Regions from separate parts of the Capsicum annuum genome. Here region 1 is linked to region 2. A link is a contact called in public Hi-C data. All regions are on one chromosome and are shown on one strand. Each heading gives the region's core, a stretch centred on a gene start, on an enhancer-like site or on the middle of the called end of the contact. The rest is flanking DNA. Distances are from core to core; before and after follow the strand shown. Region 1 has its middle 16 kb from the start of LOC107867736. Region 2 holds the start of LOC107867740 (scarecrow-like protein 1).

The links. A called contact is a pair of places that touch in the nucleus more often than the background predicts.
Region 1: a Hi-C map of leaf shows a contact between it and region 2, with 3 times the contacts expected there. The contact joins the enhancer-like site here to the promoter of LOC107867740 in region 2. A contact is called at or near these places in 2 of 5 Hi-C or Micro-C datasets (leaf and placenta).

Annotation. Positions count from the first base shown.
Region 1 is chr4:171,824,912-171,831,379 of UCD10Xv1.1, reverse strand. No RefSeq gene overlaps it. Among protein-coding and RNA genes, the nearest start is that of LOC107867736, 16 kb to the left of the region's middle. Within about 2 kb of position 2,244, at least 2 of the 5 cell types and tissues checked have an H3K27ac peak or open chromatin away from gene starts, as enhancers often do. A contact at or near this core is called in leaf, where this site is marked.
Region 2 is chr4:171,478,733-171,485,606 of UCD10Xv1.1, reverse strand. It overlaps LOC107867740 (scarecrow-like protein 1), which reads right to left and starts at 3,967. Exons shown (of 3, transcript XM_016714121.2): 1 at 3,604-3,967; 2 at 3,219-3,281; 3 at 62-2,092. The coding sequence starts at 1,960. The coding sequence ends at 269.

The sequences.
Region 1 (6,468 bases), core at 995-3,494, 350 kb before region 2:
AAAGGATGAACATCTATTTGTTTTATTATATAGTAATAATTAAGTTGTCCATAAATATTTAAAGACACAATTTTAACATAACCAGGGCCCACTTTTCTCAAAAGAAGTTGGACCTTTGTCTACCAAAAACTACATGCATAAATTATCTTAAGTACTCCCTCCGTTCCATGAGTATCCGTTTCATTTTATTCGTCCTAATTTGACATTGCACATTGATTAAAAAATAATTAATAACATGATTATTTTACTATAGTATCCCTATTAAATGATGTTTACATTTTAATTTGAAAAAAAATAATTAATACTAAGAGTAAAAAAGGAAAAAAGAAATTGTCTTGTCTTGATTAATGAAAAATGACAAGAAAAATGAGAAATCAAATTAGAATATTTGAGGCGAGTAAAATGGGATGGAGGGAGTACTTTTAAGAATATTTATTGCAGGTTGTAGGTGTACTCTTTCATAATTATAAAATTCAATTTTTAATCACAAGCAGTGTTTTAAAAGGCGGTCTGAGGCAAAATTTGGGGCTTGTCTCGTGGCGAGGCAAAGATAAAAATGCATCGAGCCACTGTGGGGAGGCGAAAGTCTTGAAAGACGAATATCGTGTAATTTGAGGCGAATGTCTAAGTGTGGACCACACCTTTATTCTTGGACGTAAGCCTTAAAATTTTTATAAATTAAAATTCTTAATCAAAAGTTAAAAAGAAAAACTAAAATGTCAAACTTTAAAGTATTTAATATTTTGCCCAACTCTTTTTATTAAAATATTTCAAACAAAAATCTTTTGTTCTCCGAACAATTCTTTTTTAATATCTTTATCTGTACTCTGTAACTTTACGCTATCACGCTAGATATTAAATACAAGAAGGTAAACACTTTCTTCTTCCTTTCTCATTATTCAAGTTCCTTATTTTCTAATTTTCATTTGTGACTCATAATTTTGTATTTTAAATTTTTATTTTTATTATTTTGTGCTTCTTCTAAAATACAATAAGTGATAAATAATAAAGTAATGAGAAAGTGGGTGATCTCTGATTCAGTAGTTTTTTCAAACTTTTGGTTCAAAATTTTTTTAATTTCTCAATTCATTATTTGCATGGTCCATTGTTCATATCCTATAATCTTGTGGTCGGGAATTTAGAGTTATGTTTTTTTTTTTTTTGTTATAGATAAGTGGTGTTTTTGAGGATATATTATGATTTTTTTATTATTATTATATGAAGATTCACTTCGATATTAATTGGATTGTGTGGTTTTAATTAATTTTTGTAACCCTTAAGTAGTTTTAGATATATCTTTTATTTTTTTTTTTTTTTTTAATAATTTTGATGTTTTTTTTTTTTTTTGGTGATTTATATTTTTTAAAAATCTTTATTTTTAATTATATTAATATATAAAATATTAAAAAGTAAAGAATCCACGAGGCTTATGCTTCATTGCCTCGGGGCTTTCTCCTCAACCCCGTCAGGTAAAAATCCTCATTTTACACTCCCGTCTTTAAAAATATTGATCACAAGTAGTCGTAGTTTTGATAAAATATTATTAAAAATATTTTTCTTACAAAAATCATAGATATTTATTAATATGTCTCCTAATTATTTTTTTTCTTTTCCTTAAATAACTCTTTGCTGATATTAATTCTCAATATTTCTCCCTAAATACACATTTTTTTATAATCTTCATCTCTTTTTTCCCTTTACTTTTTCCTAATTTGTCATACAAATTCAAGATTCTTTCTCTTTCTTGTTTCTCCATTTTCTTTCATACTTATTCCTTTATTAAAAATAGTTTTTTATACATAGCTTACGTGATTTTCATGCTTTCATCCATGAATATATATATATATATATATATATCTTGAAAGCAATAAGATTTATCTTTTTTAAGTATGAAATTAAGATGGTAGCATCATTCAATCTTGATTCAACATCAAAGATAAATGAGATGATATCTTGATTCAAAAAGTAAGCACATGGTGCATGAAATGTATTTACGAAATGATATCACATAAATTGAAGTATCATAATTCATAGTTATCAATTTGTACACACATTTCATACACAGTTAAATTATTTTTCTTCCAAACAAACTGATTATGAATTTACCATAACCAAAAAAATAATAAACATATTGAATTCATATAGAGAAAATATAGTTGAATTTTTTTCTCCATCTTCTTCCATGTCGTTCACCTTCCATATTGCAAAGATAGTATTATTCTTCGTTTGTTTTAATAACTTTCGTTGCAATTATGATTCGTAATCTGTATTTAATAGTATTTTTTTCACCTTTAAAGATAAAATTTTTTGGATAATTTTATGTCTCAATCTGCATATGAGATCTTATTTTTTTGAAGAAAGAAGAAGAAGAAGAATATGCTATAAAGAAAAAGATGAGACTTGAATTTGAAAATCAGAAAAAAAAAACGGGGTGTGAAATCTTTTTGTTAATTAACCTCTTTTTTTAAGGAATGTTTTTTAATAAATAAAATATAATTTTTTTTTACTGTGTTGATCTTCTTTATTAAAAAAATATTTGCTATGTATTACAATCTAAGAAATATTGCTATGACTTATAATAAATAATCTAATATTATATATATAATCCCCCCCCCCCCTCTTTCATTAGAGTCTCGAGATTGTTAGATTTTTATGAGTAGGGTGAATGGAAAAAATGAATATTTAACAAGGTACCTTCGAAATAATTTTCTCCCATACTGAAAAAGAAACAAATGTTTATTGGGTTCTAATACAAATTAAAGTTACTTTGCTCCAGCTCAAAGATTTTTTAAGATGGCATGTCCTTGCGTTGTCATCGTCTCTTGACAGTAGGACCATTAGTCGAATGAACCCATATCTTTGGCCTATTATTTGTTAGTCGATTCAACTAGCAGCTTTTGCCTCTTTGGGGGCCTTATTTTTTTTTTTATACTAGATTATTGTTAGGAATTTCTAAAGTCCGATTAATAATTAATAAAAGTTGACCATCCTGACTCTTCAATCGATGATTTACTACTCTCTCTTAATGGCAAATGCCCATGTTTTAATTTGAAAGTCTTAACCATCCCCAAATATACAGTGTCTGATTTGATAGGGTTAGAAGGAAAGAACTCTTCTTTTTTCCTCCTCCGTTCAGTTCAGTTTAATTGACCAACTTTATATACCATCAAATAATTTTATATTACTGTTTTTCTTCCTTATTCTTGACGGTCATGTAATTTTTCCTTCCATTTTATTTTTCGTTAATTTTTCATAAACAACCACTAGAGACCTTTTCATTTTTTTCTTTAAAAAAGGAAGAAGAAGAAATGTTATAATTTTTGAGTTGTACCTCTTTGTGACTCCAAGTTTCCTGGGGGTTTGGGCCACAAGTGACAAAAGAATTTTAAAATGAGGTGTAGGTGACACAAGTCTTAATTATTAGTTGGAGGTGACAATTACTTTATTATGGATTAAGAAAGTTGAAAAAATTTGAAAATAACCTACAAGTTTTTAAATTTACACTTTGATTACAATGTTTACCTAAAATAACGGAAAACGGAGGAATAAAAAGGCACCTTTGTCTCTCTTCTCATCCATTGTTGTTTTCTCTTTCTTAGCGATTTTTGTTGTTCATTATTTCTGCTGCTTTATTCATCATCTTTTGCTTCATTATCATCATCTTCTACTTCATTATCATCTTCATCTTCTTCTTGTCGATCATTTATTGTTGTTGTTGTTGGTACATCGCTACTGCTGTGATCTGACCAATTTCTTAGGTTAAATTTTGTTTACTACACCACTTTCCACTTTGGCATTACTTCATAGGTGACTTTGATAAGTAAAATTATGATTTTTATTCGTATTTGTCATCTGGGTACACTTCTGTTTTTCCAACAATGGATAGAATCCTGATCATGAATCCAGCATAAGTGCCCACAATTTAAAAAGATCAATCATCTGGTGCATCAGATGATTTATCTGTTGCATCAGAAGATTTATCTGTTGCATCAGACTATTTATCTGTTGTATCAGAAGATTTATCTGTTGCATCAGACAGACGTATTATCTATTGCATCAGATGTATTATCTGTTGTATCAGGATGTTTATCGGTTGCACCAGACTAATTATCTGTTGCAACGAATGATTAATCTGTTTGGAACAACACCAATCAGCCCTTGCCACAAACCCAACAGATAACCAATATGTTTCAACTCTTGCTATTGCTACTGGATTCAAAATTATTCCTTACGTCCAATTATCCGTCCCAAATTTTCTAATTCGATTTCTCATTTTACTTGTCTTTTTCATTAATCAAGAAAAGATTAAAAAAAATTCATGTTTTACCCTTTGCATTAATCATTTTTTCTTCAAATTAAAATGAAAACATCATTTAATAAGGGGACTATATGCCGACCGACGTTAAAAGCTTTCTTCTCTTATGAAATTTTGATTGAATAGCAAACAATGGTTATTTCAAATACGTCTACTGTCCCACCAATCGATCAGTGGGTTATGGTAAACTAGACATGTTATTAATTATTTTTCTTAATCAATGTGGCATCTCAATTTGGGATGGGTAATTTGAGACGGAGGAAGTACGAATTAGAACGTCAGAGCCAAGCAACAAAATAGTCATCTGTTGAAACAAACTATTTATCTGTTGCATCAGACTTCTTATCTGTTGCAGCATGAGTAATCTGTTTTGAACAACACATCAGCCCCTGCCACAAACACAAACCCAACAGATAAATCTTGCTATTGCTACTAGATTTTAAATTATTTCTTTTTACGTCGAATCGTCGACATGTTTGTTGAGAAGATAATAGACAAAATGAAAATTAAATAGGGCTTAAAACATCAAAGATCAAACATATTTTTTTTATTAAACTAAAAAAAATAAAAATTCATATAATAGACTAAAAGAAAAATAATAATCTAATTATTATTATTATTATTATTATTATTATTATTATCATCATCATCATCATCATCATCATCATCATCATTGCCACCCGGCCAATCTTCAACTTGAAGTAGCAAGACCCTCCTCAGCCTGTGTATCTCGCGGAGCATTCTTGCTCTAACTCCTCCCAGTTCCCATTGCAGGTCACGAACTTGATTTTGAAGTTCATTCACGGTGTCTTGTAGAAAAGCAACGTCCCACTCTGGGTCAGCCATAATCTTCTAGAGTGTAAAACGACATGCAATGAATAAATAGAGTGTAGTTGAATGAACGATCGAGTAAGAAAGGACCTATTTATAGAGGATTGAATTTGAATGAGAGGCAAGAAGGCGCGACTATTCACCTCCATTCATTAATTACATTTTGATTAAATTAAGAAAATAAATATTGTGATATAAGTCATGATTTTTCAGATTATTATTATTAATTAGTTATTTCGAAGAACCGTTTTTATTGAGTTGTGACAACAGATTCTATATCTGTTGCATCAGATAACACATCTGTGACAACAGATATATTATCTGTTGCAACAACTATAAAATAAGTTGCATCAGATAACCTATTTGTTGCAATATATAATCTAACTGTTCACCTCCATTTATTAATTATATTTTTGATTAATGTGAAAAGTAATGACTTAATTAAATTAAGAAATATTGTGATAAGTCATGACTTTTCAGATTATTATTATTAATTAGTTCATTCCAAGAACTGTTGAGTTGGGACGACAGATTCGATATCGGTTGCATCAGATAAATCATCTGTGACAACAGATATATCATCTGTTACAACAATAGTGAACCTGTTGCATCAGATAATATATTTGTTGCAACATATAATCTACTTTTTTTTTTAAAAAACTATCATCATATCATTAATCCAAATTTTCTTACTCTATCATCATATCATTAATCCAAATTTTCTTACTTTTTTATTTTATAAATAACAAAAAACCCCTTTTCAAATTTCTTACTAAAATAATAACCATTTTATTATATAATAAATAATTTTAAAAAATAAATTCAAAAATAAAAATAGTGAAAAGTCACGATCAGTTATTAAAATTAAATAATTATTCTTTTACGGTTATAAATTGTGTTTATCATTTATTTACTTATTATTTATTTACGAAATATTTTTCATAATGAATAATCGAAAAATCATGTTTTTTCATCCTTTCAATAACAATAATAACCCTTTTTATTAATAACCGCCAGGTGCAACATATGATCGATCTGTCATAGCAGATTAACCACTGTTGACACAAATTGCTCAATCCCTACCACCAACCGTTGACATGTTGAGAGCAAGGAATAAACAGAATGATTATTAAATACAAAATAAGAATTAAAAATTCAAAGTCGACAACAAAATGAAATGAATGTTCATAGATTTTTGAATCCCTTGGGTAGATCCGATATATAAAAGGAGGAAAATACATGTGCTAAAATTAAAAACATTACCTAATTATTATTACTATTATTATTATTATTATTATTATTATTATTATTATTATTATTAT
Region 2 (6,874 bases), core at 2,718-5,217:
TGTCCGGACAGAAAAATAAAATGAAGTGTAAGAAATACTAGCAGAAGTTGAAAGTGACATATGTAAGACAAAAATCAAAACAGTTTTTATGTACTAATCTCACATCAACCTACATTAGCTCATAAGTTAATTTTATCTTCAATAGCATCAAAGTATACAATGCCATGCATTCTGATCATAAACACTGAATTATATCACACAGCCGGTTTTTGCTACAAGTTGATCCAATGCCGCGCATTGTTTGTTTCTGAGCGCGCAAACTTGGTTACTATTTCCAAGCTGAAGCAACAGTCATGTTCTTGTCTTCCCACCCAAAATAGAGTGCACCTGCCTCTTCCTTTGCTGTGTACCTTTCGCTATATTGCTTGATTAGAGTCTTGATTGAGTCATAGACATTTCGGCTAATTGGGCATGGAGTGAAACCAGCCATCATCATCCTAGCTCTCCACTTTCCTGCAACTTCATAACGCTCTATTCGCTCCAATCCCTCACAGGCAACAATGTTGATGATATCACGTGCAAGACATTGCCGTTCTACATTAACCCTCTCTTGGCTGTCCCTTGAAAGAGTTGCATCGAGAGACTCGAATACAGCAGAATAGTAGCTGTAGACTTCTGCAAACCTTTGTAGAAATGGGGCGGTGTTGGTGTTCATGTCTTGCTCAACAACTGTTACCAGCTTAGGATTTAAGCTCTTCACCATCCGCAGAAGCTGATCTCTTTGGTTTACCGTTGATACACTTTCATCAGGCATGTGATGAAGCTGGAATGCAAAGTTCACTAAAACAGCTTCACCAGGACGACACTTTAACATTGTGGGGGTGACTAATGCAGTGTTTGAAGGCACTGCTTGGAATTCAAAAGGGATCTTAAGATCTTTAGCCAGCTCTGCGAGCCTCAGACCAATGACATTAAGGCTTCCAACAGCACGTTGGATAGATTCAGGGTCATCTACCCCAGTTAGCCTCAAATGGGGTGGCTTACCAGGCATACTACCCAATGTCTGCAAAAAAGTGTAATATTGACTTCCTTGGTTAATGTCAAAATCTATAATGTGAACTCTTTTCTCATCTTTAAAAGCCTCTAGGAGTGCACCATTTGCTGCCATAAAACCAAACCTAAAGTACGGACATACTTCAAAGAGGACTTGCATAGCAGAGAGTCTCTCAGAAGAGGTGGCTTCTTTGCATTTTAGAGCTTTATAAAGACCTCTCCCAGATGTAGCCATTCGGGCTGCAAGAGCTTCTACCATGTAAGCTGCAGTTCTTTCAAGAGGATCTCCTTGGATGGAGACCATCTGCCTCAGTTCATTAATCACAGATGACGCTTGTTCAATGTTTCCATCTTGAATAGCAGCAGCACAACTAAAAAGCATCTGCTTTGGAGTTTGAGGAGCAGTTACAGATATTTCCTTATAGCTACTACTGCTACTGATATTAGAATCTGCGGATGTAGACTCCTTGGGAGAGTCCTGAAGTAACACAGTTCGGATCTGGCTAAACCATTCATCATCTATGTCCATAGTCTCCCCATGAGCACATACATCATCTCCTTCAATTTCGTTATCATCAAAAAGTACCCTTTCAAGTTCTTGCAGCTTCATTGCGACCCTTCCATCATTATATTCTGATGAATCTGGACTTTGATTGACAAAGTCTCCTGAATCACAGCTACCCTGATTGTAATCTCTTGATGGCTGGAAAGAAGATGAATGTCTCTGGTGGAATGGATTCCCCAAGGCATCTGTAGGTGATATGTTTAGAAGTTCTTCTGAAGGCGAAGGAGAGTCGAGCAAATACTTAGGATCATAACTGTCTGTGCTGCTAGACTCTGTTGCATACATAATCCCACGTGCATTTTTGGTGTAAATGGATGTTGACAAGCTAGAGTTATCGTTGTGACCATTTGGGAAATAGAGCTTCCCATTTCCAATTGATCTTACAGATCTAACTAAAGACATGGTTCACTTGTTATCCCTCAAAACAAAGCTGCTTGAAGTTTTCCCTTACAAAAAATGTTACTCAATTCAATTAGAATCTGGTGCGGGATCCCTGTAACTGAATGTCGTATTTGGGAGATATTCTCTCTGCTTCTGAAACATCAAATACACACAGTCGATTAGACAAAATAAACCAGTAGTGTAAAAGAAGACAATATTAAAATACAACTACGGGAGAATCTGAACAAAGTTAGGAAGTGAAAGAAAAGAAGATATATGCATTGTTGATTAATAAGATCCTCATGCACTGGACATCAAGTCAGGGGACAAATGTTCAACATTTGAGATAGAATAGAGCAGGTAGAAGACGATTCAGCAGCATAAAATCATTTTAGTGAAAGAAAATGTACTCCCCTCTTTATAACTATTCAAAATAGTTAGAGCTTTTAAGTTTAAGGAACCACATCTATGAGACAAATGGAATTAAAAAGCTACTCATAATTGGTAGCAAGTCATCTTGCAACCAACATTATCAACTCGTACGCTAAATGGAGTATACTTTGTGCACAACTCCTGCAAAACCAGGACTTACTTTTGTGAAGTTAGAAGTTTTTCTTAGTTCATTACTCATGCTTCTTCAGCACTTGAAGGACAACGTCAGAATTACATGCCGTTGTTCATAGAACAAAGAGAAAATTGAAGAAGATATTTACCATAACCAGTTCTTTCTTTTGAGACAAGGTATTAAAAAGTTTGAACCAAGAAGGGATTTAGCCCATTAGAGATTCAACAAAATACCAACAACAACAAAAAATTTAGTGTAATCCCTTAAGTGGGGTCTGGGGAGTGTATACCGTACACAGACCTTACTCCTATCTCTGGAGGTAGAGAGACTGCTTCCGAAAGACCCTCGGATTCGATTCAACAAAATACAAAAGAGAACATAAACCTCAGCAAGAATTAAGCAAACACTCCAAAATCCTTTGATTTCTACAGATCTATCCTCCTCTTAGGCATATAAACATGGTAATCAAAAAATCATACTGGAGAGCTGTGAACTCTGTAACTTCTGAAGATCTACAAGGACAACAACATGATCCATACACAAATTGTGCTACATAAGTTTGTAAACAGATAAAGAACTACCCTTTAAAAACAACCTACTATGTCAAGAAAATATCAAGAGCCAGCCACCAAATTCAGAACCAAAAAACAAAGCAAAAAACCAGAAAACATAGAAAACAAGAAGAGTAAGTCAGAGAAGCAAAGACAAATATACCTGTCTAGTTGAACTCAGAAAGGGAAGATCTTAAGATGAGATAGAAAAATCAACCACAACAATCTGCAAAATTCATATGTGAACACATAAAACATGAATTTCAATATTAGCTTAGAAGAAAAGCAAGTCCTTTAAGGCTTTGACTAAGGTAGATAAAATTAAATAGAAGAACAAGTAAACAGACATATTACCAAAAAAAATATCTTCAGTAGGTACAAATCAAGCAATAAGATACAAGAAACTTTCAAACTAACCAAAATTAAGATAAACACCCCAAACAAAAACTTAGTCTGTGTGTGCCAAAATTTCAACCTTTCAAGACTTTTAAGAGAAATGAAACTAATCAATCTTACGGAATTCAAGAAAAAGGAATGAGAACACTTACTCCCTTTGAATAATATTTTATATAGTTGCAAAGAAGCTTCCTAAAAAGCCAAGAAATTCAAACCCTTTTACTTTTTGTAGTTCATAATATTATTTTGTCTTAGTATTGCAATTGCAAGTATGTATTATGGTATATAACTATATACCAAGCAAGTTGTCTGAGTCTACAAGAACAAGTTGTTTGACACAGTAGCACAAGATTGTGTTAAATTACAAAAAGGGTAAAACAGTGTGATCCATGCCATTTTGTTCAGTTAGTCCCCACACGACAAAACAATCTTCACCATTGAAACATAATCTATTGGAGTATGTTTCATCGTTACATGTGAGATAAGCATGGATATGTTTCATATAACGCGTGTACCAAGATGATTTTTTTTAATTCTTTTTTTTGGGTATATTTCTTTAGTTGTGGTTGGTGACGTTGGAGTGCATGTCATGAATTCAAGACACAGTCAATTGTTTAAGTTTTTTTTTTTCTTTTTTTAAGTAGGGCAAAGCTATAAATATACCCTTTGTTATACTTTGTATATAAATCTTCGTTATATTTTTTATATAAATATATTTTTATCGTTAATGAAAGGTTATAAATATACCTTTATCACTAATGGTGGGACACACATCACAATCGTGTTCCTCCATTAGTGATAAGGGTATATTTATATCATTTATCAAAGTTTGAGGGTATATTTGTACCTTTTCTATTTTTATAATTTACTTTCTCCGTTTCATATTAGTTGATCATTTTATTAAAAATAATTATTTTATATTAATTATCCATTATACTAAATAAAAAAAGCATTGATTAAATTTTAATTATATTATCCTTGTAGTTAATTCATTTGGAAAGTCTTCACATTTGTTTATAAAGTTTTCAAGAAATTTTTTATGGTGTGAATTTGTAAAAGAAAACTTACCAAAATATACTATATTTAAAAACTTTTATCATTTATAGTGTATAATTTTAATATATGCATAATCTTACTATCTAATAAGAGGAAAAGGCCACGGAAACAGGCAACTCTCCGTCAGCAAGTCTGCTACTCCTGCCTGCTTCATCAGCTACTTGCTCCATGATTTTACTGTATCATCTCTAGTTAATTATTATAAGTTATTTATGTATTAAAAATTAATAATATTTAATAAAAAATTAATTATATATTTTTATTTTTTAATATATATATATATATATATATATATATAATTTTACAAAGATTAATGAATTCGATAAATTAATAATAGTAATAACTAACTATTCTTTGATGACAATATTTTCACTTCAAACATGAGTCTGTTTTTGTAAAATGGGACGAATAGAGTACTCTTGTAAGGGCATGAAAAAATAAACATGATAAATTAATGGACCGAATTGAGTAATCTTTGTGTGGTTTAATTATATTAATGGATCGAATTGAGTAATCTTTGTGTGGTTTAATCTACAAGATTACTCTATTCGTCCCATTTTTACAAAAACAGACTCATGTTTGAAGTGAAAATATTGTCATCAAAGAATAGTTAGTTATTACTATTATTAATTTACCAAATTAATTAATCTTTGTAAAATTATATATATATATATATATTTATTTATTTATTAAAAAAATAAAAATATAAGATTTATTTTTTATTAAATATTATTAATTTTTTAATAATAAATGAATTATAATAATTAATTAGAGATGATATAATAAAATCATGGAGCAAGTAGCTGATGAAGCAGGTAGGAGTAGCAGGCTTGCTGACGGAGAGTTGCCTGCTTCCGTGGCCTTTCCCTCTTATTAGATAGTAAGATTATGCATATATTAAAATTATATAACTATAAATGGTAAAACTTTTTAAATATAGTTTATTTTGGTAAGTTTTTCTTTTACGAATTCACACCATAAAAAATTTCTTGAAAACTTTATAAACAAATGTGAAGACTTTCAGAATGAATTAACTACAAGGATAATATAATTTAAATTTAATCAATGCTTTTTTGATTTAGTATAATGGACAATTAATATAAAATAATTATTTTAATAAAATGATCAACTAATATGGAATAGAGAAAGTAAATTATACAAATGGAAAAGGTATAAATATACCTTCGAACTTTGATAAATGGTACAAATATACCCTTATCACTAATGAAGGAACACGATTGTGACACGTGTCCCCCCGTTAGTGATATGGGTTATATTTGCACCTTTTCATTAACGGTAAGGGTATATTTATACCCAAAGTATGACGGAGGGTATATTTGTACCATTTATCAAAGTTCGAGGGTATATTTGTACCTTTGCCCTTTTAAGTATGATGATTCAATATTGCTTTTGCTTCAGCATTTTGTTGTTACTTTTTTTTTTTTATATATTCTTAATTGTTTTAGTATGTTTTTTTTTGACAATTACTTAATTTTTATCAAGGTGTACCTATAGTCTATGTTAGGGCGATTAAGGATATGTACGACAGAGTCAAGACTCGGGTTAGGAAGGGGGAAGGACTCGAAGCACTTTTCTGTCTTGATGGGGTTACATTAAGGATTGATGCATACTCCGTTTCTTTTTGCCTTGGTGATGGAAGTTTTGACACGACACATTCAGGATGAGGTGCCTTATTATATTTTTTTTGCAGATGATGTAGTCCTGATTGATGAAACTCGTAGTGGAGTAAATGCTAAGTTGGAGGTTTGGAAGCAAACCCTTGAGTCAAAAGGGTTTAGGTTGAGTAGGTCCAAGACGGAATATTTGGAGTGTCAGTTCAGCGAGGTGTCTCATGAGTCCGATGTGGTTGTTAATCTTGACACTCATTCTATCAGTAAGAGAGAGAGTTTTAAATACCTGGGGTCGATAATTCAGGAGAATGAAGAGATTGACGAAGATGTCACTCATCAGATCGATGTAGGGTATATGAAATAGAGGCTCGGCTCCGGTATCTTGTGTGACAAAAATAAACCTCCCAACCTTACAAGGAAAGTTCTACATAGTGATAGTTAGACCTACTTTGTTGTATAGGGTAGAGTGTTGGCCTGTTAAAAAGGCCTACATCCAAAAGATGAAGATGACGAAGATGAGAATACTGCGGTGGATGTGTGGATGTACTAGAAAAGATTGGATTAGAAATGAAGTTATTTGAGATAAGGTGGGAGTGACTTTGGAGGAAGCCAAGATGAGGAAAGCGAGGTTGAGATGGTTTGATTATGTATGCGGAGGAGCACGGATGCCTTAGTGCAGAGGTGTAAGAGGTTGGCTAGGGATGATTTCAAGCGAGGTAGAGGTAGATCGAAGAAA